Regions from separate parts of the Mus musculus genome. Here regions 1, 2, 4, 5, 6 and 7 are each linked to region 3. The links are chromatin contacts, called in public Hi-C, HiChIP or PLAC-seq, capture Hi-C and promoter capture Hi-C maps. All regions are on one chromosome and are shown on one strand. The core of a region is the stretch at or near the end of the contact, and the rest is flanking DNA. Distances in the headings are between cores, read along the strand shown. Region 1 holds the start of Tsku (tsukushi, small leucine rich proteoglycan). Region 2 holds the start of Acer3 (alkaline ceramidase 3). Region 3 holds the start of Uvrag (UV radiation resistance associated gene). Region 4 holds the start of Capn5 (calpain 5). Region 5 overlaps Gucy2d (guanylate cyclase 2d). Region 6 holds the start of Rnf169 (ring finger protein 169). Region 7 has its middle 19 kb from the start of Tsku.

The links. Promoter capture Hi-C pulls out the DNA fragments that hold promoters and counts their contacts. A called contact is a pair of places that touch in the nucleus more often than the background predicts. HiChIP or PLAC-seq counts read pairs in DNA pulled down with a chosen protein or histone mark. Capture Hi-C pulls out chosen DNA fragments and counts their contacts.
Region 1: a contact with region 3 is called in an H3K27ac HiChIP or PLAC-seq map of acute myeloid leukemia, with 4 times the contacts expected there. The contact joins the promoter of Tsku here to the promoter of Uvrag in region 3. A contact is called at or near these places in 2 of 484 Hi-C or Micro-C datasets (both in embryonic stem cells) and 4 of 115 datasets of contacts at active chromatin or transcription factors (acute myeloid leukemia, bone marrow-derived dendritic cells, embryonic limb bud and 1 more).
Region 2: a promoter capture Hi-C map of pre-B cells shows a contact between it and region 3, with 2.1 times the contacts expected there. The contact joins the promoter of Acer3 here to the promoter of Uvrag in region 3. A contact is called at or near these places in 3 of 39 promoter capture datasets (the C10 cell line, hippocampal neurons and pre-B cells) and 1 of 115 datasets of contacts at active chromatin or transcription factors (pancreatic cancer cells).
Region 4: a contact with region 3 is called in a capture Hi-C map of embryonic stem cells, with 2.7 times the contacts expected there. The contact joins the promoter of Capn5 here to the promoter of Uvrag in region 3. A contact is called at or near these places in 4 of 39 promoter capture datasets (hematopoietic stem and progenitor cells, hippocampal neurons, liver and 1 more), 4 of 115 datasets of contacts at active chromatin or transcription factors (astrocytes, bone marrow-derived dendritic cells, bone marrow-derived macrophages and 1 more) and 1 of 9 other capture datasets (embryonic stem cells).
Region 5: a contact with region 3 is called in a promoter capture Hi-C map of cranial neural crest. The contact joins the enhancer-like site here to the promoter of Uvrag in region 3. A contact is called at or near these places in 8 of 39 promoter capture datasets (the 3T3-L1 cell line, 3T3-L1-derived adipocytes, the HPC-7 cell line and 5 more), 2 of 484 Hi-C or Micro-C datasets (CD4 T cells and the N1E-115 cell line) and 7 of 115 datasets of contacts at active chromatin or transcription factors (craniofacial prominence, embryonic basal ganglia, embryonic forebrain and 4 more).
Region 6: a promoter capture Hi-C map of liver shows a contact between it and region 3, with 2.1 times the contacts expected there. The contact joins the promoter of Rnf169 here to the promoter of Uvrag in region 3. A contact is called at or near these places in 4 of 39 promoter capture datasets (the C10 cell line, liver and pre-B cells) and 1 of 9 other capture datasets (liver).
Region 7: a contact with region 3 is called in a Hi-C map of CD4 T cells, with 4 times the contacts expected there. The contact joins the enhancer-like site here to the promoter of Uvrag in region 3. A contact is called at or near these places in 2 of 39 promoter capture datasets (the C10 cell line and stem cell-derived epiblast-like cells), 2 of 484 Hi-C or Micro-C datasets (CD4 T cells and embryonic stem cells) and 2 of 115 datasets of contacts at active chromatin or transcription factors (embryonic limb bud and embryonic stem cells).

Annotation. Positions count from the first base shown.
Region 1 is chr7:98,359,824-98,362,560 of GRCm38.p6, reverse strand. Tsku (tsukushi, small leucine rich proteoglycan) reads left to right here and starts at 1,273. Exons shown (of 2, transcript NM_001024619.3): 1 at 1,273-1,319.
Region 2 is chr7:98,308,030-98,311,059 of GRCm38.p6, reverse strand. Acer3 (alkaline ceramidase 3) reads left to right here and starts at 1,518. Exons shown (of 11, transcript NM_025408.3): 1 at 1,518-1,712. The coding sequence starts at 1,610.
Region 3 is chr7:99,139,710-99,142,431 of GRCm38.p6, reverse strand. It overlaps Uvrag (UV radiation resistance associated gene), which reads left to right and starts at 1,288. Exons shown (of 15, transcript NM_178635.3): 1 at 1,288-1,598. The coding sequence starts at 1,482.
Region 4 is chr7:98,176,590-98,179,577 of GRCm38.p6, reverse strand. Capn5 (calpain 5) reads left to right here and starts at 1,304. Exons shown (of 13, transcript NM_007602.4): 1 at 1,304-1,534. It overlaps Gm16938 (predicted gene, 16938), which reads right to left and starts at 2,384. Exons shown (of 3, transcript NR_045972.1): 1 at 2,090-2,384; 2 at 168-253.
Region 5 is chr7:98,467,569-98,470,365 of GRCm38.p6, reverse strand. Gucy2d (guanylate cyclase 2d) reads right to left here. Exons shown (of 19, transcript NM_001130693.3): 14 at 2,595-2,787. Among named protein-coding and RNA genes, the nearest start is that of Gm38588, 12 kb to the left of the region's middle. Within about 2 kb of position 1,480, at least 40 of the 459 cell types and tissues checked have an H3K27ac peak or open chromatin away from gene starts, as enhancers often do.
Region 6 is chr7:99,979,133-99,982,249 of GRCm38.p6, reverse strand. Rnf169 (ring finger protein 169) reads left to right here and starts at 1,792. Exons shown (of 6, transcript NM_175388.3): 1 at 1,792-2,278. The coding sequence starts at 1,816.
Region 7 is chr7:98,340,287-98,343,396 of GRCm38.p6, reverse strand. No RefSeq gene overlaps it. Among named protein-coding and RNA genes, the nearest start is that of Tsku, 19 kb to the left of the region's middle. Within about 2 kb of position 1,821, at least 96 of the 459 cell types and tissues checked have an H3K27ac peak or open chromatin away from gene starts, as enhancers often do.

The DNA.
Region 1 (2,737 bases), core at 24-2,523, 780 kb after region 3:
TCCAGAGCTAGGCTTTCACACTGACAGTTATCCTGCCTCCCCCTCCTAGGAGACAGGGACCATTGTCCCCTCTCCTCATTAATAGCAGGGTTCAGCCCAGGTGAGTCCCCAGGGCCACATGGTGGAGGGAAGGGAAGGGTCTGAACAACCACTTTCTTCTGAGTGTGAACTTGACTTTGCTGACTGGGAACTTCCTTTTCCTCGGGCAGACACGCACAAGCCCAAGCAAAGATTTCTGTTTTTAAATAATAAGGAAGAAAGAAATGAAAAGACTGTGTGCAACAAGCCTGGGCCACGGCAGGGAAACATGGCTGGAGTTCCCCACCCAGGGGCCCTTTCCAAGGTGGCAAGTTCCTGGGAGGTCCAGAGACAATACCACACTTCCCTCTAACCCTTTACTTCCCTCTGGAGATAGGCACTGTCTGGGTATGTGGATAGAAGTACCTGCAGCAGGCAATTTCTCTCTTCACTCATGTATTTTTTTTCAAACACACACATGTCATATATCATATATATTTGCATATATATATATATATATATATATATATATGCAAATAATTTCGGCAGAAGAGGATGGAAGACTTAAGCCGCTACTACAGAGCAGTTTCCCTTCTTGGAAATCCAGCCAGAAGTTGACTTTCCCTCCAGGAAAAAAAATATGTCTGTTAAGTCTGTTGCTTTCTCCCTCACTTGGTGTCTGCCAGCTTTCCTGCTTTTGCTCTCTCTCTCTTCTGTTCTGCCTTGTCTCTTTTCTCAAACACACCCATTAGTGACTCTGGACCTTTTTTAAAACTTTTTTTTTAAGTGGGGTAGGGGAGAATTTGAGAGAAAAACCCTCACCCACCCATTCTTGCCAACTAATTCTGCTTTCCTACACACACACACACACACACACACACACACACACACACACACTGGCGACCTCCAGATGTTCCCGACCCAGCGGCCATCTGCTGAGATTACTGGGACGCGCAACTGAAGGAAGGCAGAGGGGGCAGGGATCCGGGTTGCAGGAAGCTGGGAGAGGCCTTGTGGAGTAGGAGGGAACCGCGCACTTTTTAGACGCTCCCTAGGGTGGAACCCGTGCTCGGCCGGCGGGGGCAGGGCTGCTAAAACGCCCCCCTAGACTTGCACTTTAACGACGCTCCCTGAGCTTCCTGGCCTGTTGCCGGTGCAGCCACTGGGTGCCGAGCAAGGGGAGCCCGGCGGCGGGCGGGGACGTGGGGCGGGACGAGCGGCGCGGAGAAAAGCGCCGGCCCATGGGCCAACGCCGGGTCGCCTAGGTGAGCGTGCCGAGGCGACAACTGCAGACCTGCCAGGTGGGTGCTGTCGGGAGGCGCAGCGAGATCGGCGCGCATTTGGAGGTTTGGAGCCCGGGACTCCAACCTCACCGCCCCATCCCGTGAGCAGGCCAGCGCGAGGGGCGGGTCCGGGTCCTGCCAAGGCCCCTCAACTTTTCCGGGACACCGAGCCATAGAGTCGGGGGAGCAAGGGTGAGGGCTTTCAGGAGACAAAGGCTCTGCCTGGGGGTCGTGGGCGTGGGCCGGCGCCTCCAGGGTCTTTGTAAGAACACGTGCATCTCACGGTACTGGGTCTTTTGTGGATTTGGGTTCGGAAGCCAGCATCTGCCTTGCCTTTGTGTGTGCGTGGCTTTGCATGGCTATCTCGCTCCAGTGTCCCCGTTTTGCAGCCTTGCGTTTGGTTGTGGGGACCGGTGGGCGCTCCTAGTGTCCGCATACGTGGTCTATGCTTGTCGACGTGTCTGAGTTGAGTATCTGTGGGGTATGTGCGCACTGAGAGCCCTGAAGCTGCCCCGACTCTCTGCTCCCTTTCTGTCCATCGTTTTCCCCCTACTTGGCTTCAAACTTTTCTCTGGGTTCCTCCGGCAACGCCTGTTGGCAGCCCTTCTCTGTCTCACCTCCGGAGGTCCTTTGAGCCGGGAGGGGATGAGATGGATTTGGTGGGTTGGGGGTGATCTGCAGTGCCTGGCGACTGGCCCGGGCCAGGACTGGGCGGAGCGTGCGGGACACCCTCACTGGACCCCAGTGGGAGGAGGGAGGGGACACCGCTGGTCTGGGCTCCGGCCTGAGGCCAGAGACCCGGGAATAGCGTACTGCTGGCAGTAGTCTGCTCTGCGCTCCGGGGACAGAGTGAGTGCGGACTGAGATCAGTCTGTTTGGTGGAGAGACTTGATTGGCTTTGAGTTCCGGCTCTGCTTTAACCCGACCCCAGAGTGAGGGGACGAACCTTCCAATCCAGTAGGTGAGAAAAGCCACGGTTTGTCTGCATCCGGCCTGCTCGCGGCCCCTAGCCCTGATTGGGCTGTGATGAAAAGGGGCTTTCCACACACTAGTTTCCCAAGGGATGGCCAATGGCTCACGTAGGGCACGGGCGTGTTGCAGAGCCCGTTGAGATTCGGTCACTGATGTGGATGAAGTGAGAAGAACTCTATGCCGTGGGAGCGGAGCGCACCGTGGTGGTAACCAGCGTGGCGAGCTTAGCTGAAAGCGGCTCCCGCCCACACTTGGCCAGGCTCAGAGGTGACTCAAACTTTGATCCTTTCTTGCTCCATGCTAGCCTTTCGGATAAGTCTAGACTTGCAAAGCCCTCAGAGTGGGAGGGGCTCCATCCTGTCCGAGCTTTTGATCCTGGGTGGCAAAGATAAGTCAAACACTTTTTTTCCCCAACCATCCACCCCAGTTTGTAACTTAGAACTTTGGTCAGTACTACCCCGTCG
Region 2 (3,030 bases), core at 269-2,768, 830 kb after region 3:
ACCTCTGCTAAACCTATTTGAATGACATCCAATTGTGAATAATGATGCACATCTCTGGCCCCCTCCCCTTTGGTTGCAGCTCACCAGACTCATTTAGAAAATAACAATTGTATATCCCTGTTCTGCACAGTGTGGCCAGGCAGAATCTTGCAGGCTGGCTCACAAAGTATGGGAAGTGTCTCTATTCATGGTGTCATGAGTGTGGGATACGAAGGAAGGACAAAAGGCTCTCAGGTGTGAAAGCCAGGGAGGTCTTCAAGGAGCAAAATTTTAAACAAAAGTGGGAGAGTCGGCATCTTCATAGCAGGGGGAAAGTTTGATGGAGCTGAACACAAAAGGCAGCAGGATGTATCCATTATTTTTTAAGTTTTTACTTCTTCTTCTTCTTCTTCTTCTTCTTCTTCTTCTTATTATTATTATTATTATTATTATTATGCCCCCCCCCCAGTGTGTGTGTGTGTGTAGACACGTGTGCTATGTTGCCTGTACGGAGGTCTGGGGGCAACTTTATGAAGTCGGTTCTCTCCTTGTATTTTACATGGGTTCTTGAGATCAGGTTCAGCCTGCCAGGCTTGCATGGTAAGTGCCTTTAGCCAAACCCGTTGAGCCATCTCACGGACTTTAATAGCCCAGTGTGGAGGTGACAAGGGAGAAAAGCTCACTAAAGAGGCAGAAAATGCTGTGCATGGCCTAAAGGGAAGCCACAGACTTTTTAGTACTTTACTCAGTGTACACGTTTTTTTTTTTTTTTAAGAAAAGATTTGTTTGTTTGTTTGCTTATTTATTTATTTATTTATTTATTTGTTGTATGTGGGTACACTGTAGCTGCCTTCAGACACACCAGAAGAGGGCATTGGTTCTTATTACAGATGGTTGTGAGACACCATATGGTTGCTGGAAATTGAACTCAGGACCTCTGGAAGTCCAGTCAACGGTCCTAACAGCGGAGCCCCTCAGTGTATACTTTTAAAGGATCCTAATACCTGGTTTTTGTTCTGTACATTCTGACTTGTCCCTTTCACTCAGAATGACTTCCTGGGTATCTCTGGAGCTGCCTGGGGGTGTTGTTACTAGTCTCCTCCCTCGTTGGAGGTCCGTGGTCTGAGTTAGACACTGAGGTGTCTCATTGTGCAAGTTTAATCTTGACAGAGAAAGGTTTCTTCTCATTCTTGCCCCAATTAAAACAGACTGCCCTCACACTAATAGAGGCTTGGTCCCATCCTGACGGAAAAGTGGGTCCTGGAAGCCTCCCAACTTACTTCACCCTCACGTCGGGGTCGGCCGGGTTCCCCCCGCCCCTTTCCCTAACTCCTCTGGCTGATAACAACCTCTCCCACTTCTCCGGATTCCCACCCAGGGTCCAAGAGCTACAGATCAGCCCCGCACGATCAGGATGGGTCATTTGCGCCTGCCCCGGGAGCGGTGGGTGGGACTGGGCAGGGAGCGGGACGGGCCAGAGGCTCGGTGGGCGGGGCCTGCCTCTGGGCAGGTTCAGTGACGGCTCTAGCCCCGCCCCTGCCCTTTGGGTAAGGGAGGAGGAAGCCGGAGAGCGCGCTTTGCCTGAGCCGGCCCGAGAGCGGCTGAGCAGGGTGTGTGGGGCGTCAGCGCGATGGCTCCGGCTGTGGACCGCAAAGGCTATTGGGGCCCCACGACCTCCACATTGGACTGGTGTGAGGAGAACTATGTGGTGACCTTGTTCGTCGCTGAGTTCTGTGAGTGGAGCCTGAGGCGAGGGCGCGCGCCGAGGGGAGACGTGTGGGAGAACGCGGAGGGCGAACCTGGCGGCGAGGGTAGGCTCCAGGCCGGGCCCGCGAGCGGCAGCTAGGCGTGCGCGGCCGTGGGAAGCCGGGGAGCCGACGTGGCCGCCAGTGGTGCCTGGACTGGCTTCTGGGGGCCTTCAGGTTGGGGACGAAAGGGACGTACGAGCCGCGCCCGGACCTCGGATGAGAGCGTGAGGCGCGCCGCTGGGAATAGGAGTTCTTACCTGAGCGCGGCCGCTGCCAGGCCGGCCACTGCCCGCCCTGAAGTCGCTCGGGGCTGAGGAGGTCTCTGCCGGGAGGGCCCGAATGCTGCTACCCGGCCTCAGCCAGCCGGGCACAGAGAAGGGGACGCTCACTGGCTTCATCCACCCTCAATCCGGGAATACTCTTCAGGGGCCTTCCCTTCATCTGTCCGTTCTCGGTAGACCACTCACTTCCAGGAGACAGTTACCGTTTCTCAATGCCGGAGCCTCCACCCCCATTCTCACTCCTATTGCCATCCCTACCCGCTGCCTTCTTCTAGAGATCACTGTTCCTCTTGTCCCAGAGGTGGTAGCCAGAGCACCTAGTCACTACTTTCCTCAGCTGCTCTCCCAAGAGACTACCTCTCCCTGCTTCCCCACTGCATCTAGCTTATCAGACTTTCTAGGGGCTAGTGGTCATCTGAGGACACTTATTTCTATGAAAGCACTTTTAGAGTTCACGATTTGCTGCTCCTGGAGACCAGCATTACTAGCCAGATTAGGGTTTTCTCGGGGTGTGTGTGTTTGTGTGTGTGTGTGTTTGTGTTTTCTACATAATTATTCCAACCAGGCAAGAAAGAAATCAGCCACTTCTTCCATCCGCTTTGGTTAGCTTTTGAGAACACGTCCTTTTTTGGTTTCTGGCAAGGAACAGAGAATAGTCTTTGGTTGCTACTGCCTTCTTTTGAATGGATCCACTTTATTAGGCCGTGAGGCAAAACTCTTAGCTAACGTTCTGTACTTAAGTTCTTTTGGAGGACGAGTTTCAGGCCAGATGAGAAAGTCTTGTAGTTTTTCAGGACGTTAGTCCCATGCCCTTGAGGCCATGATTTAGGCTGAGTGTCAGAACCACTAGTTTAAATAAATAGTTTTTATACAGTAAAGGAGAAAATGGGCAAAGGGGATCATTTATAGGGTAATTACTTGGCAACCCAAACATTGGCAAAGGAAGCACTTTGCCTGTTAGTTTTTAGACAGTTTTGGCAAGAATACCAGAGGCTCATGACCGCCAGGGAGACTTAAAATCA
Region 3 (2,722 bases), core at 39-2,538:
CACTCTATGGGGACGGGGGAATCAATATTCTGCAAAATGACTCAGTGCTACTTATAGAAGCAATGGCTGTAGCTGCTATTATGGTCAAAGAAGTCTTCAGGGAAGGGAGGGCATTTGAGCTGTACCTTCATATTCATTTCTCTATTATCTGCAAGCAATGCGGATCCAGGGACGAATCAGACAAGGTCTTTTGGTTGAGGAATTCACATATGAGTGTTTGAATTCGGGGAGGCTGTGTGTGTTAAATGACTATTAAAAGACAAAGTGGAGGCTGCTGTGGTGGCACACTCCTGTAGTCCCAGCACCTGGGGAGCTGAGGTAGATTGAGCTACATGGTGAGTGGCAGGTCAGCCAAATCTCGCCCCTCCCCCCGCCCCGCCCCCGCGCAAAGCAAGTAAACAAACAAAGACAACACAATAGAATAAGCAGGTCTGTGGTAAAGGCAAGTTTCCTAATTCGGAGTTTCAGAGAAGTCTTTTGGAAGGACTCCTGCCCCAGCTGAAATACGATGGCTAAGCAAGCGTTAGTCACAAGCAGTAAAGGCTTTCTAGGCAGAGCATAAGCATCCCACCAGCAGAGGTGAGACAGTCTCTTGGCTGGCTGGCACACTTTGTGGCTAAGCTTACTAGTTATAGAAGCTAGAAGGGGCGTGGACTTGCAGGTCTGAGTGGATCACTGAAGAGCTGGTGGACTGCCCGATGGATCTTTGGTCTCAGTGATCGCGGCTCGGTGGCGGCTCCCCCTCTCAGTCATAAAGCGTGGCTTTTTTTTTTTTTTTTTGTACGTGGATGAGAACACTTCGGGAAGTCAGACCATCCATCCATCCCGACTCAGCTGGTGCCAAGCGGGTCCCCGCCCTCCACTGGAGGCTCTGTTACCATAGCAACTAGGTTAGGGCGGAAGTGGCTTAGAGGACTGACTCTCACTAATCAGGTGACTCTCCAGACTTCTGCACGTGACACGACATACCAGGCGCGCGCTCTACCTAATCAAGAAGCCGTCCCTGTTTCACTGACAACTGACAGCGCTCTAGAGCAATAGCCCACGAGGCTTCCCTAGGAGACCACACCCCTCAATAGGGAAAGGGCCAATTAGGCTGAGGCAAAGAGAAGTTACGCCCCAGGTTTAGCCCGGGTTTGACAGACGCAATTGAGGCCATCCTAGAGTCCCTCCGCCCCTAGCCATTGCGGCCGACGACGGACGGGCCCACTGGCCAATAGCACGTCCCTTGGCCGCCACCGGGTCCCGCCCTCTCAGAAACGGAACCAATGAGCACGCCAGCTCTGGGCCGGGTGGAGGGGTTGCACTGCGGTAATATGGCTCTTCCTTAGCCAGCGGCGGTGGCCAGCGCGGGCGCAGAGCTGCTGGGGCTCTCGGTGCCCGGTTTCTAGGCTGTAGGGGCTCTGCGAATCACAGCTCGGGAGGCAGCGGCCGATGCGGGAGGACTGCCCACCTGGCCGCTCGGCGGCTCAGGGGTCCAGATGAGCTCCTGCGCCTCGCTCGGGGGCCCGGTGCCCCTGCCACCCCCGGGCCCGTCCGCCGCGCTGACGTCCGGTGCCCCCGCGCGGGCCCTGCATGTGGAGCTGCCGTCTCAGCAGGTGAGCCGGCCGCGAGCCGGGGGGCGGAGAAGGTTGGCGGGGCTCGCAGGGCTGAGGAGGGCTGACAGGAGGAGGAGCCCCCTCCCCGGCCGTTCCCGCGCTCAGACCCCCGCATCCCTCCAAGAAGGCGCCGGGGAGCCCTGCCCCGCTGGCCGCCGCCGCGCTTTCCCTTTCGCTCCCCGATCGAGGAGTCGGTTTTCTGCACTTATTCTTAGCGTTTCGGGTGCTTCCTTCCGCTCCTCCTGAGGAAGGTATTTGGGACGTTGGGGTTTCCTTTCCAATCTCAGATCCTCATGGCACACTCCACTCCCTCGGGTGAGTGTCTGGAAGGAGGATTTGAAGTAAATATTCATAGCTTGTATCTCACGTGTGTGTGTGTGTGTGTGTGTGTGTGTGTGTGTGTGTGTGTGTGTGTAATAAGGACAAGAGAACACTGACTTTGGGAATCTGACAAAATTCTTGGCAACACCCGCCTATCAGTACATCTTCCACTGGCCTCCCTCAGTCCCTCGGGGAGACTCTGCAGGAACCTTAGCATTGAAGAGGACCTGGAGAAACTGTCAGTCATGGAGAGGTTACCGAGCTGGGTCTGTGCAAAGTGAGCATTGAATCGTCACAACTCCATGAGATAGCTGGTTTTATTGTCCCGGTTTCTCAGTTCTAGGAACAAGCTTGCTCACTGCCTCTCTGTTAGTGTTTCTGGTGGGGATGGATTTCCAAATACAGAGTCTGACTCCAGCTTGTGCTCAGCAGCAATAGTTTGCTTTAGACTTGAGAGCAGCTGCTCCACCACGGTCCACAGGACGAGCTCCCTCAGACCCTTTCTGTAACTTTCCATCCTTGCAAGAGACAGGAAGGAGCCACTTAGGAGCGCAGAGGCTATGGGAGAGAGGGCCAGGCATAGAGTGCATCGGAATGTAAAGGAAAGAGCAATGTTGCACCCCACCCCCCCAACCCGGTGCCGGATGAGGTGCCGGATGAGTAGGGAAGCAACGTTAACTGCAGAAGCAAGGCTCTGTAGTAGGAGAGAATTTAGCAAATCAGAAGGCATGTGCCCAGGTTTTGTAGTGCCATTGGAGAGGGAGTTTGGAGAATATTAGGAGTTGGAAAGGAATGAGGCTTGT
Region 4 (2,988 bases), core at 55-2,554, 960 kb after region 3:
CTATCTCGGAAGATTTGAGAGGTGCCCTGACAGAGGTAATGCTACTTGCTACCTTGCTTGAGGACTTTGACTGAACCTTTTTGACATTTTTTGTCTCCACAATCACCATGTGCTTCTCCTAGAAAGCCCATTTTACAGACAAGGAAACTGAGACCATTAAAGGATATAGAACTTTCTCGGTAACTGGTGGAGTGAGCCCTTGATCCAGATCTGCTTTGTGGACCAAGGGCTTCTGGACAGAGACACGCTGAGGCTGTGTGGAGGCAATAGAAGAGCTTTTCTGTGGGGATGGAAAGAATGTAAAAACCCTAGGCCGGCGGCCATAGGCCAGGACTAGGGTAAATGGAGAGCGGAACCTAGTAGTCTTGGAACATTGTGCGTGGGTGGTGGTGGGTAGGGGGAACAGCAACATGGTTGGAAACTATTTGGTCAGTCAGGTAACCAGATGGAGCTACACTTAGGTGGCCAGGGACAGGGGTGAGGTAGAGGGCCGGATGACTGAGGTTGAGGTAATCATTAACAGAGACCAGGAAACTAGAGGGATGAGTGGGCCTGAGTTTCTGACCTGTGAGCGACTAGTATGACCAGGTCAGACAAGCTTTGTCTCTGTGGCCTTAGAGTGACCCAGCCTACTGTTGGCCAGCCCTGGTCATCTATAAATCTCCCTGGGATTCCCCCAAACCGCCTGGCCTGAGGAGATTGCAGTTTCCACTTCACAGAGTAAGAAACCAAGGCTTGGTGTATTCCAGGGCATTCTGAAGGCAGTCAGAGAGGGTCAAAAATCTGGGCCCTGCTGCTTTAGTCTACACTCAGAGCAGATAAATGCCCAGGACAGGACAGGTCTGGACAGGATAGGGCCAGCTTCCCTTAACTGACTGGGGCCCTCTGGACACCTCACCAGGGCCTACATTCCTCTTCTCCAGCTAAAATCTTGGGAATGGGTGTTTGGATACAAATGGAAAGGGAGTGGTTCTCATCTCATTGGGTCTTCCCATTCTCAGCTGCCCTGCCTTGGCCCTGTCTGAGCCCGGCTAAGATGCATACCCCAAGTCGGCCAACATTCTCTGCCAGCACTTAGTGGGGCACGCAGGTCCTCCAAGGCCAATGGCGAGGTAGGCAGCCAACGTCCCGGGATGCTCTCCTATCGCGGACAGCACTGGAGTGGGGTTTGAAGGAGTGTTGGGTCAGGGCCACCCTTTCAGTTTCGAGCCAGCACTATCGGGCGGCCTCAGGGAGGGGGGTGGGGGGGGGGAGGCACAGCCTCTCTAGTTCGCATGCGCAACAACCTCCCTTTCCCCGCCCCGCCCCACCCCGGGAGACCACGCCTCTGGCCTCCAATGGGAGGAGGCTGAGAGGAGGGGCGGGACAGACTGAAGCCCGGGGGTCCAAGTTCCAACCCCCGCCTGCGGGCTGCCGGGGTATCATCTCCCCGCAGAGTCCCAGGCTGTGGCGCGGGCTGGTCTAGCCTCCGCTCCAGTGCCCGCACTGTGCTCTGCATCCCGGGAGTCCAGCTCCAGCTGCGGCGACGCGGCAGGTAGGAGGCGCTGCGCGGAGGGAGGCGTGTGCGAGCGCACATTAGTGTGCGTTTGGGTGTGTGTGCAGGTGCAGCGCGGGCCAGTGCGTGCCTTGGGAGCACGAATCCGAGCAGGGGTTGTACATCCCGCGGATTCAGGGCTGGGAGTTGAGCGCTGGCCTGCAGGCCTAGGAGGCGGAGCCCCACCCCCACCCCACCCCCCAAAGATATGCCCGGGGCCCCTGAGCTCATCCCTACCTCCACCCGCAGCCCTGGGTGAGAAATCAACCTCACCTCCACCTGGGTGTTCTGAGGCCGCGTTCCCAGTGCAGAAGTGCTGGGGTGTGCTTATCACTGGTGGGCTAGACTCTAATCTTCCTTACAGGTCCCCTTTCCTGTCCTCACGCCTGTGCTCCTCAACCCATTAAACCTTCTAACCTTTCTAGATGTCCACATCCCATGGTTTGGAGTAGGCATGAGACCATGAGACCAAAGATCCCAGGTAGATGACCCTTCACCCCTTCTTGGCCACAATCCCCTAGTTGAATGGGGGTGGGGGGGGGGGCTCTTCCTTACCTTCAGGGCTGGGTGTGTGGCACTGGGAGCAAGGCGGGTCTGGCAGAAACTGGCTTTTTTCGGAGACAATTCAGGATTGATCCTATCTCCAGCTGTCAGGATTGGGGGTGGGGAGTGTAGGAAAGGTCCCCCTAAGGGGGCCCAGGGGTGGAGTGGGGCTGAAGAGCAATAACAGGTGCTCATTTGCCCTGGCAGTCTTTCCTGTGGTGAGAGTCAGCCCCAGACTTCACACAGATGAGCCCCAGCAGCAGAAGGGAAGGCAGCCTCTCTCTAAGGTGACCCAGCCAGAACTGGCACCCAGGATCCCAAGACACAAGCCTTGATCTCCTCTGTGCCAGAGGGTGGAACACTCAGCCAATGCCCAGGGCAGCTAAGTGTTCAGGGAGATCTTCCTGGGAAGCTCTGCTGTGCAAGGGAGGTTGAGGCCTCCCTGGATCCTTGCTGGTCCTTGCTGCAGGCTTAGTGTTTTGGGTGGAGGTGAAGAAGACCAGGGGGGGTCGGGTGTGGTGGGCCCAGCTGCTGCTACTGCCCTAGGCTGGGTCAGAGCTGAAGCCTGGGTGGAGCCTAACCTAAGAGGCTTCTCTTCCCACTGAGAGGATGGAGGGCCAACAGATGAGCTCCTGACTGGCGTGGTGAGAAGGCAGAGTCAAGCACAAGTCAGAGGGGCCATCCTTGCCTGGGAGCTGATGAGAGTTCATCTGAACAAGGACTAGGAAAAGTCCAACAAGGTGAAGAAAGGACCGTAGAGTCCAAACTACGAAACAGTCAGGCTAGGAAAGCTCACGGACAAACACAGGGTGTGACATTGAATGCCAGTCTGGACGGTGGGTGTGTCTGACAAGGACCATCTTTAGCTACCCTGGGGAAGAGGTTGCTATAGAGGTTACAGTAGGGAGAGC
Region 5 (2,797 bases), core at 231-2,730, 670 kb after region 3:
ACAGCTCTTCCCTGTGAGCTGTATGTGGAGTTAACAGAGCCAGCTGTGACCCTGCCCACAGGGAGCCCCCTGAAGCCCCAGGACCCAATGTCTGTGTGATGCCCCCTCCACCACACCCCTCTACTGCAGAGTTGTTTGTTTCTCGAGACACCGCAATGCCCCACACACCCCAAGTCATGTACCTTGGCTCTTACCAGCCCTGCCCCCAGCCCAGCACTGCAGGGTCAGCCACACTGGCCCTCACAGAGGTGGCATGCCCAGAGCTGCCTGGAAACAAGCAGCCACTTGCAAGGGAGGCCATGGCTGCCTGAAGTGTATGTGCTTCCTTCAAAGAGGAGGCTACCACAGAGGAGAAGCAAGACGAATGGCTGCCTCCCACTGAGCATGCTTGTAGACTCTGACTGTGCTACCTACTTGCTGTGCAGCCTCCATGAGGGACTCTTGCCCTCTCTGAGCTTCATGTGTATGGAGGGCTAAATCATCCCACCAAGGGCACACATAGTGCCAAAGATGGCATGCTGTGAAGACCTCGAGGCCAAGCTCTCCGTCAGGGTGAGGCCTGAGAATGAGGAAGAGCTGAGGTCAGTCGCTGCTAGCCTTCTGTCGGTGACTGCCCTGTCTCTTCTAATCTGCAGAGCAGAGCTGAGCCACTGGTATTTCAACCCCGTGCTTCACTAAGGGGAACTTTGGGCTCAGAGGGTGGACAAGCTTTGGGGTTGTTTGATGGCTTAGATGGCTAAGGCCTCACATCTCACACAGCAGGTTGAGCTGGGAAACCACACCTCTCCTTGTCCCCTTTCTCCTGTCCCAAGCCTTGTCCCAGCACTCAAATTCTTTGCTATGTACAGAGAAGTGCTCACCCAGCAATGCTGATGCTGGGGTGGTCCTTCCACCCAACCCCATTACCAACCCCCATCCTTATCCTCCATTCTCTCCCTCACCCCTACCCATACTGCCACCCTTGCAGGAAGTGGTTATATGGTTGCTTCTCAGCCCAGAAAAGATTCAAAGTGGTAACTAGATCCTGCTGTTGATGGGCGGGGGGACCAAGGCAGATGGGGGGAGTGATGAGAGATGCACTACACATCACAGAGGCTGGGCCTGCTGTTCCCCACATCTGGAGGGGTGTGCGGGCCTTGTTTGATTTCATTTCCCTCTGCTGGGAAGATGCAGGCCTCTTGGCTGGAGTTCAGAGCAGAGCTGAGCCGTGATTCAGAGCTGTGAGGGCCACATGTGTGAGAAAAGATTGGCAGAGGTAGGAGAGACAGGCCAGGGGTAACTTGGGGCAGATCAAAGCATGGAGGCGCAGGGAGACCTGTGGGACACACAGGAGGCCGGGGTGTGCCCATTGGCCTTCCAGACATCTTAGGAGCCATGGAGTCCCCAGGGGGAGCAGAAGAGAGGCTGGGGTCTCAAGTGGCAGTGGCAAAGGTGGTCACCACCATACTGTCTGCAGGAGAGAGTGCTTGTGGTAGCCTGTGAACACTTGGGGTTCCTCGTGGCTCTGCTGTTGTCTGTGTAGACCCAGGCAGGCTTCCTTCCTCTCTGGGCCTCTGGACTGAATCAACAAATTCTGCCAAGGGGAGTTTTACAAGTGCCAATGAGAGCAGCTACCTATGCAAGGGAGTGAATGGGAGACTGGAAAGATGGCTAGCAGGGAGCAGGGAGAGAGGAAAAAGGTGGGTGAATCAGGAAGAGGAAGGGTTATATGAGAAGGTCTGGTGGTGTGAGCCTCGAACACTCAGAAAAATGTGGTGGTCCACAGAGGTGGAACAGCCACAAATGCACTCAGAGAAGAGCTGGGTCAACTCCAGAGGGCTTGTGGGCCACTGTGACATTATCCCAAGAGAATCTATGTCGCAAAGAGGGTAAACTTCCTACAAGGGGCTGAGGACTCAACAGCAAGTTCAGCCCTCAGGTTCACCCGAGTCACTTCACCCCACCATCTCATCTGTAAGTGAGGGGTGCTAGCCCTTTCCTCCTAAGTCCTCATGCACACAAAGCCCTTAACCTGGCATCTTGTATACAGTAGGTGCTCAGTAAGTGCTGGGGCACTACAAACAGTGTAAGCAGCTTGCCTGCTCCATCTCCTGACTCTTTCCGGAAGAAATCAACTTAAATGTCACACTCCATCCCTCCTTGGATTCACATCCCCTGCAATGTGGCTACAACGCCCATCCACAGCTGGTACTGCGTCTTCCACCTCTTCAAGTTGTCTCCCTCAGCCAACAGAATTTGTCAGGAAAAGCAGTGTGCCAACCCCAGGCGAGAGCTCAAGGGCTAACATGCCTCTGCCCTCTCTCAGAACCCAGCTATACATGTGAACCATCTCAGAGAGACTCTGGGCCAGAGCCCAGTCCCTCCAGTCAAGGTTCCAGAGATGCAGAAAACCAAACTAAGATCAGCAAGCTGCCCACCTGGCCCACATCTGGCTGGAGATGCCTTGTGAGTCACAAATGGTTTCTTTGTATGCTACTGGACTTTGAGATTATTCATTACACAGCAGGGTTAATTGATACAAGCGCACAGTGAGTGGATAGACACAAATTAGTGGTGCTGGCTACAGAGAGAAGAAGGTCACCTGTTGTCCTCACCTTATACACATCATGGCTGTCGAGAACAGCATCAAACAGCGTGTAGAGATCATTGAGGAAGCCCACCACCTCAATGGGCTCACTCAAGGCTGAGATGGTGGTGAAGCCCACGATGTCACTGAAATAGATGGTGACCTGGTCGAAGTACTCGGGCTCCACTGTTGTCCCCATCTTTAGAGCATGGGCGACAGACCTGAGAAGTG
Region 6 (3,117 bases), core at 543-3,042, 840 kb before region 3:
TTACAAAGGGCCAGGCTCTCCCGCTGTACTCACTGCTTGAGAAAATGCTCTACAGGTTTGCCTAGAGCCTGATCTTATAGAGGCACTGTCTCAACCAAGGCTCCCTCCTATCAGATGACTCTAGCTTGTGTCAGGTTGACAGAAAACTAGCTAGCATACTCTCTGTACCACAAGCCTTCCTTGTCAGAACCAGGTAAAATGTCCCTGGGTAGGAAGTGAGCAAGTGCCCGGATAAAGGACAGCCCATCCAAGAACTCACTTCTGTGTCTGGCAGTATTCTGGCTGTCTGGGCCTTAGGCTGGGCCTCTGACTCTCTGGACATGATGTTTAGTTACTCACTGACCCTTTGTCAGTTGCTGTCTGTCCTTTACTTCCAGGTTCTCATCCTAAGGCTCCAGTCCCCCCCACCCCAACTTGGATTAATCACTCTGCTTTGAATCGGTTACCACCAACTGTGGACACTCTCATGACAACCTGGAGCTTCTAGATGCTTTCTTCTACATACAGTTGCTTAAAAATAATGTCTTTACAAAGCCTGTGATTTTCCATAAAGATAACATCTTGGTCCAAATGCACCTTAAGGTAAAAATAATAAACAAACAAACAAACAAATAAATAAATAAATAGGCAACACCCCGAGACTTGTTGTAGTACAGTCATCTTTCCATCAGGGGGAGCCATTCTTTTTCCTAAATCCTCTGTATCCAGAAAGGAAAATCACAGCAAAGTCTCAACACCTCTCCCTGGCTTAAACAGGAATGATGTGGTCAGAGCTGGCCGGTAGGAATGAACTCTAAGATCCATGGGACAAAGCTTATAGGAAGAGGGGTTGTGTGATGGCAGGTCAGTTTGCAGAAGTCACAGCTGCCAGCTAGGTGAAGAGATGAGGAGAAAGAAATCATGCAGTGGGCTTATGGAATGAAGAAGTGGGTGGGAACAGGCTGGAAATAGAGCCATTTTGGCCAGAAAATGACAAGACTATAAGTTAAAGATGCCTGGGCTGGGAGCGTGAGGACCCTTGAGATGGTTCTGTGAATAGAATGTGGGAAATAAGGGCTGTTTTGAAAGGATGGAGACATTAGGTTTGTGCACGGAGCATGCAGATATCCATAATGATAAATTCAATAACTCTGAACTGCAGATATTAGTGTGGGCTTTCATGGGGAAGAAAAGAGGAGACCAGGGAGTCATATAGACTGAGAAAAGAAAAGGCACAAGCTTACACAAGAGTATCTACATTTAAGTATCAAACACAGAAGTAATCTGAGGAGCAGGGTTTGTGTAATAAAGTATGCTTTTTTTTTTTGCCCCAGCCAAGGGAGGGGACTTCATAAAGGGATGTGGAGAGAGAGGGGCTGAAATGAGGGCTGGTCAGGTTGTTATTTCAACAATCACTCAAGACTTTTGGTCATGATAGGCCTCATGCTAATCACAACAAGCTGCTATGGCCCCGAGGAGAAAGCCCTTACCAAATGAAGTACTTCGACAAGTTTCTGGATAGCTCATATTTATAGTTCATTTTATAAAGTTCAGGGTCGCTCAAAAATTCCAAATAAATTCTTTCAGTCTCTCAAGATTCAGTGCTAGAAACTACAAAAACAGGAGGGCGGGCTGAAAGACCAGATATATAAAGAATAATCATTAAATATTAATAAGCAGTCTCCTCCTGCTAAGCGAAAGGCCCTAGGAGAAATATCCCCAGGCGGACTAGGTTCCCGCCCCCTCATGAATATGCAGATAGCTGTCCGCCGCGCACTGCCCCGCCCTCTACTCCTCTCCCACCGCAACCGACTCTCCCTTCAAACGGGAAACAAGATGGCGGCGGCAGGTCCGAGCACTCGGGCTTCTTCCGCTGCGGCCGCGGCAGCTCTGAGTCGGCGGGGCCGGAGGGGCCGCTGTGACGAGATGGCGGCAGCGAAAGCCGGGGCTCCGGGCCCGGCCTCCAGCCCCGCGTTGTTAGTGTTGCGGTCAGCGCCACGGCCGGAGGAGTCGGGCTGCACCGGGTGCCTGGAGACCCCGGGGGAAGTGGCGGCCCTGCCGTGCAGCCACTCGCGGTGCCGAGGCTGCGCCTCGCGCGCGGCGGGCCCGGGCTGCCGTCGCTGCCGTCCCCGCGGTTCGGGCTGGGCCCGCCGTCGGGCGCGCGACGACGGCCAGGCCGCCGCGGAGCTGATGGGCGAGCGCGCCCGTCGTGGACAGCCAGAACCCTGCCGCCCGCGCCGGGACGGGGGCGCGGCTGCCTCGGGGCCCAGGCCGGAGCCGGAGCCGCTCGCGGAGCCAGGTGGAGCCTCCCCTCGCCCCTGTGGGCTTCAGCCAGGCCCAGCCGCCGGGTCTGGCCTGGTGAGCGGGGTGGAGGGTCCCGGGCTCTGCTGCCGCGGGTGTGGAGAGTTCTGCTGGGGTCGCGACCGGGTTCTGCCCAGGCGCAGTATGTGTTGGTGAAGGTTGAACTTTGGAGCGAACTGTACGCGTGTTGAATTTGGAGGGGCAGTGAGGGGACCCCGCGCCTTGCGTAAGTCAGAAGTTTGGAAGGAAACAATTCCTGGAACAAGTTAGGGGCATGTTGAAGTTGGTGCGTGGAGGGGGAGGGGCCCTGGAGGATCCCAGCAGCGCTTGTTTCAGTGTTGGGCAGAGGGCTTGGGGTCGCGCGGTCTAGGAGGGATGTGTCTTCCAGGGCTGGAGAGAATGAGGTGTGGGATATCCCAGGCTCAGGGGGAGCTTTGCAGACTTGAGAGCAGAGTGGGTTTTGAGGATGAGCTCTCGTGTGAAGTTCTTTCTCATGCTATCTTGGGAAAAAAAAAAAAAAAATATATATATATATGCATGCTTAGCGCAGAGCTTGCCACACAGGATGAGATAAATGCCATCTATTTTGGTGATAATACTAATCATAAACGTTAGTGGTGCTTGATGAAGAAAGCTGGGTGGGATTTAAGTTTTGGAGACAAAGATTGGTTTGGCTGGGGGCTGTTTTCTGTCTTTCTATGTAAGTTTCATCTATGATGCTGGCAACTTAAAGGTCTGTTGTAGGACTCTTGGCCTGAACTCCTTTGCCTTTCTCACCGTCGGCAGCCCATCACTTGTTGGTGCTGAAGTCTGAGATAGAAAATTCCGTTTGTAACA
Region 7 (3,110 bases), core at 572-3,071, 800 kb after region 3:
TGCTCTTACAGAGGACCTGAGGTTGGTCCCCAGCTCCCAAGTCAAATGCTTCACCGCTACCTATAACTCCAGTTCCAGGGCATCCTATGTCTTCTTCTGGCCCTCGTGGTACCTTACACATGCACATACACACATACACATAAATAAAAAGAAATCTAAACAATAAAAGAAAGAGGGTTCAGAGAGATGGCTCAGTGGTTTAGTGCGCGCGTGTTGCTTTTGCAAAGGACCAGGGATTCCTTGCACCTCTATGGTGGTTCACAACCACCCAGAACTCCATTTCTGGATGATGCTATGCCCTCTTCTGACTTTAGTGGTCACCAAACATGCATGTGGTACAGACACATTCATGTAGGCAAAATACACATAAAATGAATAAATCTACAAAGCATGGACACCTACAAAGATGAGTACAAATAAATGAAAGAAACCAGATTTTGCTGTTTCTGGTGTGGAGGCCCTGCCCTGCCCTCCTTCTCTCCCTTTCTCCAGGACAGATGCCAGAGCCTCAGGCAGCAAGTGTGCCCCACCGTCTGGAGGTGGGCTAGGACAGTTGACCCCAGTGAACTTCCCCTATGGTTTTCTAGCCCCTTGACCTACGCCCACTCTGCTCTCCCTTCTTACTGATGATGAGAGTGCCCCAAGTGCCCCCATCCATGGCCCCATGGGCTCAGAGGGGTCTCTCCCTCAAGCTGCAGGAAACATCTTCCTCCCCTGCATGATTTCAATCGTGTTAGCCAAGCGAGGAGCTCAGGCCCACGTTTGCTCCTTCTGGGAGGTCTATGCCCCAGCTTGGGGGTGTGAGCAGCTGAAGTGCAAAGGATAATCCCAGAGTACTAGAAAGACCCGGAAACCATCTTATTTTCCCAAGTGTCTCACAGTTTAGCTTTAGGATTACATAATCTTTAAACTTTCACATGGGTGGGTGTGGTGGGTGTGGTTCAGGTCTTAGAACAAGCAGATCCAGATGGATTCTACTGCATAGCTGATACTGGAGTTTACAAAAGGATCTTACACATTTGAAAGCAGGGCAGGGATGTATGTCACAAGCCCCCCTCCAAACTGCCCTCTTTTCTCTCCTCTTAGAACGATTTGTGTTGACATGGAAAAGAAAAGAAAAGAAAAGAAAAGAAAAGAAAAGAAAAGAAAAGAAAAGAAAAGAAAAAGGAAAGGGAAGGGAAAGAAAAGAAAAGAAAAGAAAAGAAAAAAAGATGAGAGAAGAGAAGAGAGGAGAGGGGGGTGTCAGGGAGGAGAGGAGAGGAGAGGAGAGGAGAGGAGAGGAGAGGAGAGGAGAGGAGAGGAGAGGAGAGGAGAGGAGAGGAGAGGAGAGGAGAGATAGAGGGGGCTAAGATGATGTTGTAGCTGACAGGCTGGCCCAAAGGACCGGCAGGAGGCTAATTCACGAGGGGTAACCACTTTCTCTAGTGGACCTGTGAGAGATGACAAGAAAAATAAAACTCGAAGTCAAAGGCGACAGAATTCTAAGAGTGACAAGTGGATTAAGGAAGAAGGAGGGGTGGGTTGTGAGGAGGCGGGAAAGGGGGCTCAGCTCAGTTCTCCGTGGGTTTGGACGCCTCCCCTATCTGCCTCCAAAGCCTTGCATCTAGCAGAGACCCTACACATCGTCTTGGGGCACCCCGGGATAGGCTAAACTCAGCCCTGACCCATAGCCTCCCATGAAGGAGCCCCAGGCCAGCAACACAAGAAAGCAAAGTGACTGCGTAGTCAGGCCCCGGACTTCAGTTCCGAGGGTCTGACGGGGCGGAACTAAGAGCTTCCGGCTAAGCTTGTCATGGAGTTAATGCCCGGCAGGTGGCGCTGGGATTCCTACTCTGGTGGAAGCTCCTGGGCTTCTATTTCCTGCTTCCTTCCTGGACTCCTACTGACAGAAGCAACAAGTGAGTTGGAGGATGCTACAGGTCCGGAGCAGAGGGCAAATTCAGAAGCACGTATCTGATGACCAGAATTTTTCACGGTTACCAGGAACTCCATTCTCTTCACATAGTCCCCTCTGCTACAAGAACTTTCCTGCTCTCTGTTTCATAGAATTGAAAAATATTAATCCAGGTTCCCTAATAAATAGGGTTTTTGTTTTGTTCTGTTATTTTGTTTTAGAGTTTCCTATGTCCAAACCCAGGGATAGGTACTGAGGAAAGATCAGCGACTAAAGTCTCTGATGTTCGAGATGTTGGCACCTAGTTGGGAAGGGACAGCCCACACACACTGGACATGTTAAACAAGACCACACTACATACTGCCACAAGGTACAGAAGCAATAGATCAGTGTTCATAGGAGAGAATCGGGTCTCCGCGCTCTTACCTCTGAGCTGAGGTCTGAATGGAGGCCAAGCGAGGCCTGCAGGGACACTTCCCAGGGGAAACTCAGATGCCTCGCCCGTGAGAAAGGGACAGTGGGCAGGTGTGCAGTGTAAAGCCAACAGGGCAAGGACAGAGGCCTCGGCTGCCCGGGAGGCTACACTGTGGGGGTGTGCATCCCACCCCACCCCCACTGCAGAGGCAGCAGCTCAGCCATCTGAAGGATGGCCTGGACACACAAAGATCACTGCTGTGTGAGTACAGAACTGGCCAGAGCTGCCAGAGAGGAAGTCATTACCATCAACTGTGACGATGGCAGCTCGGTGGTAAAGATGTCAATGAGAATGAATGTAAAGGGTTTGAACTGTTTCTGGAGTTAAAAAACAAAACAAAACAAAACAAAACAAAACAAAACAAAACAAAGAGCAAAAAGCAAGCGAAGGAACAAACAACAAAATCCCTATCAACAAAAAGGAGTCTGATGAATCCAGCCCTGCGATGGCTTCCTTCTTGCTTTATCAGAGAGATAAGAAACGGAGCAGAGGGAGAAAACAGTTTGGCCAGGTCCCATAACTGATTAGTGATAAAATCTGGGCTTAAAGAGCATTGCTGTCTGCCACCCGTAGAGGGTTGTTTAAAGACTTGACTCAAAGCAAAGGATGGAAACCAGAGAGTAAGCTGCCCAGGCACTGATACAAGCTTAACATCAAACCCAGAGACCCTTTGCAAAGCGTTACCAAGGTAACCAGGTACTGCCCTCAGCATAGGCTCTACTGCTCCTTCAACTCTGGGAG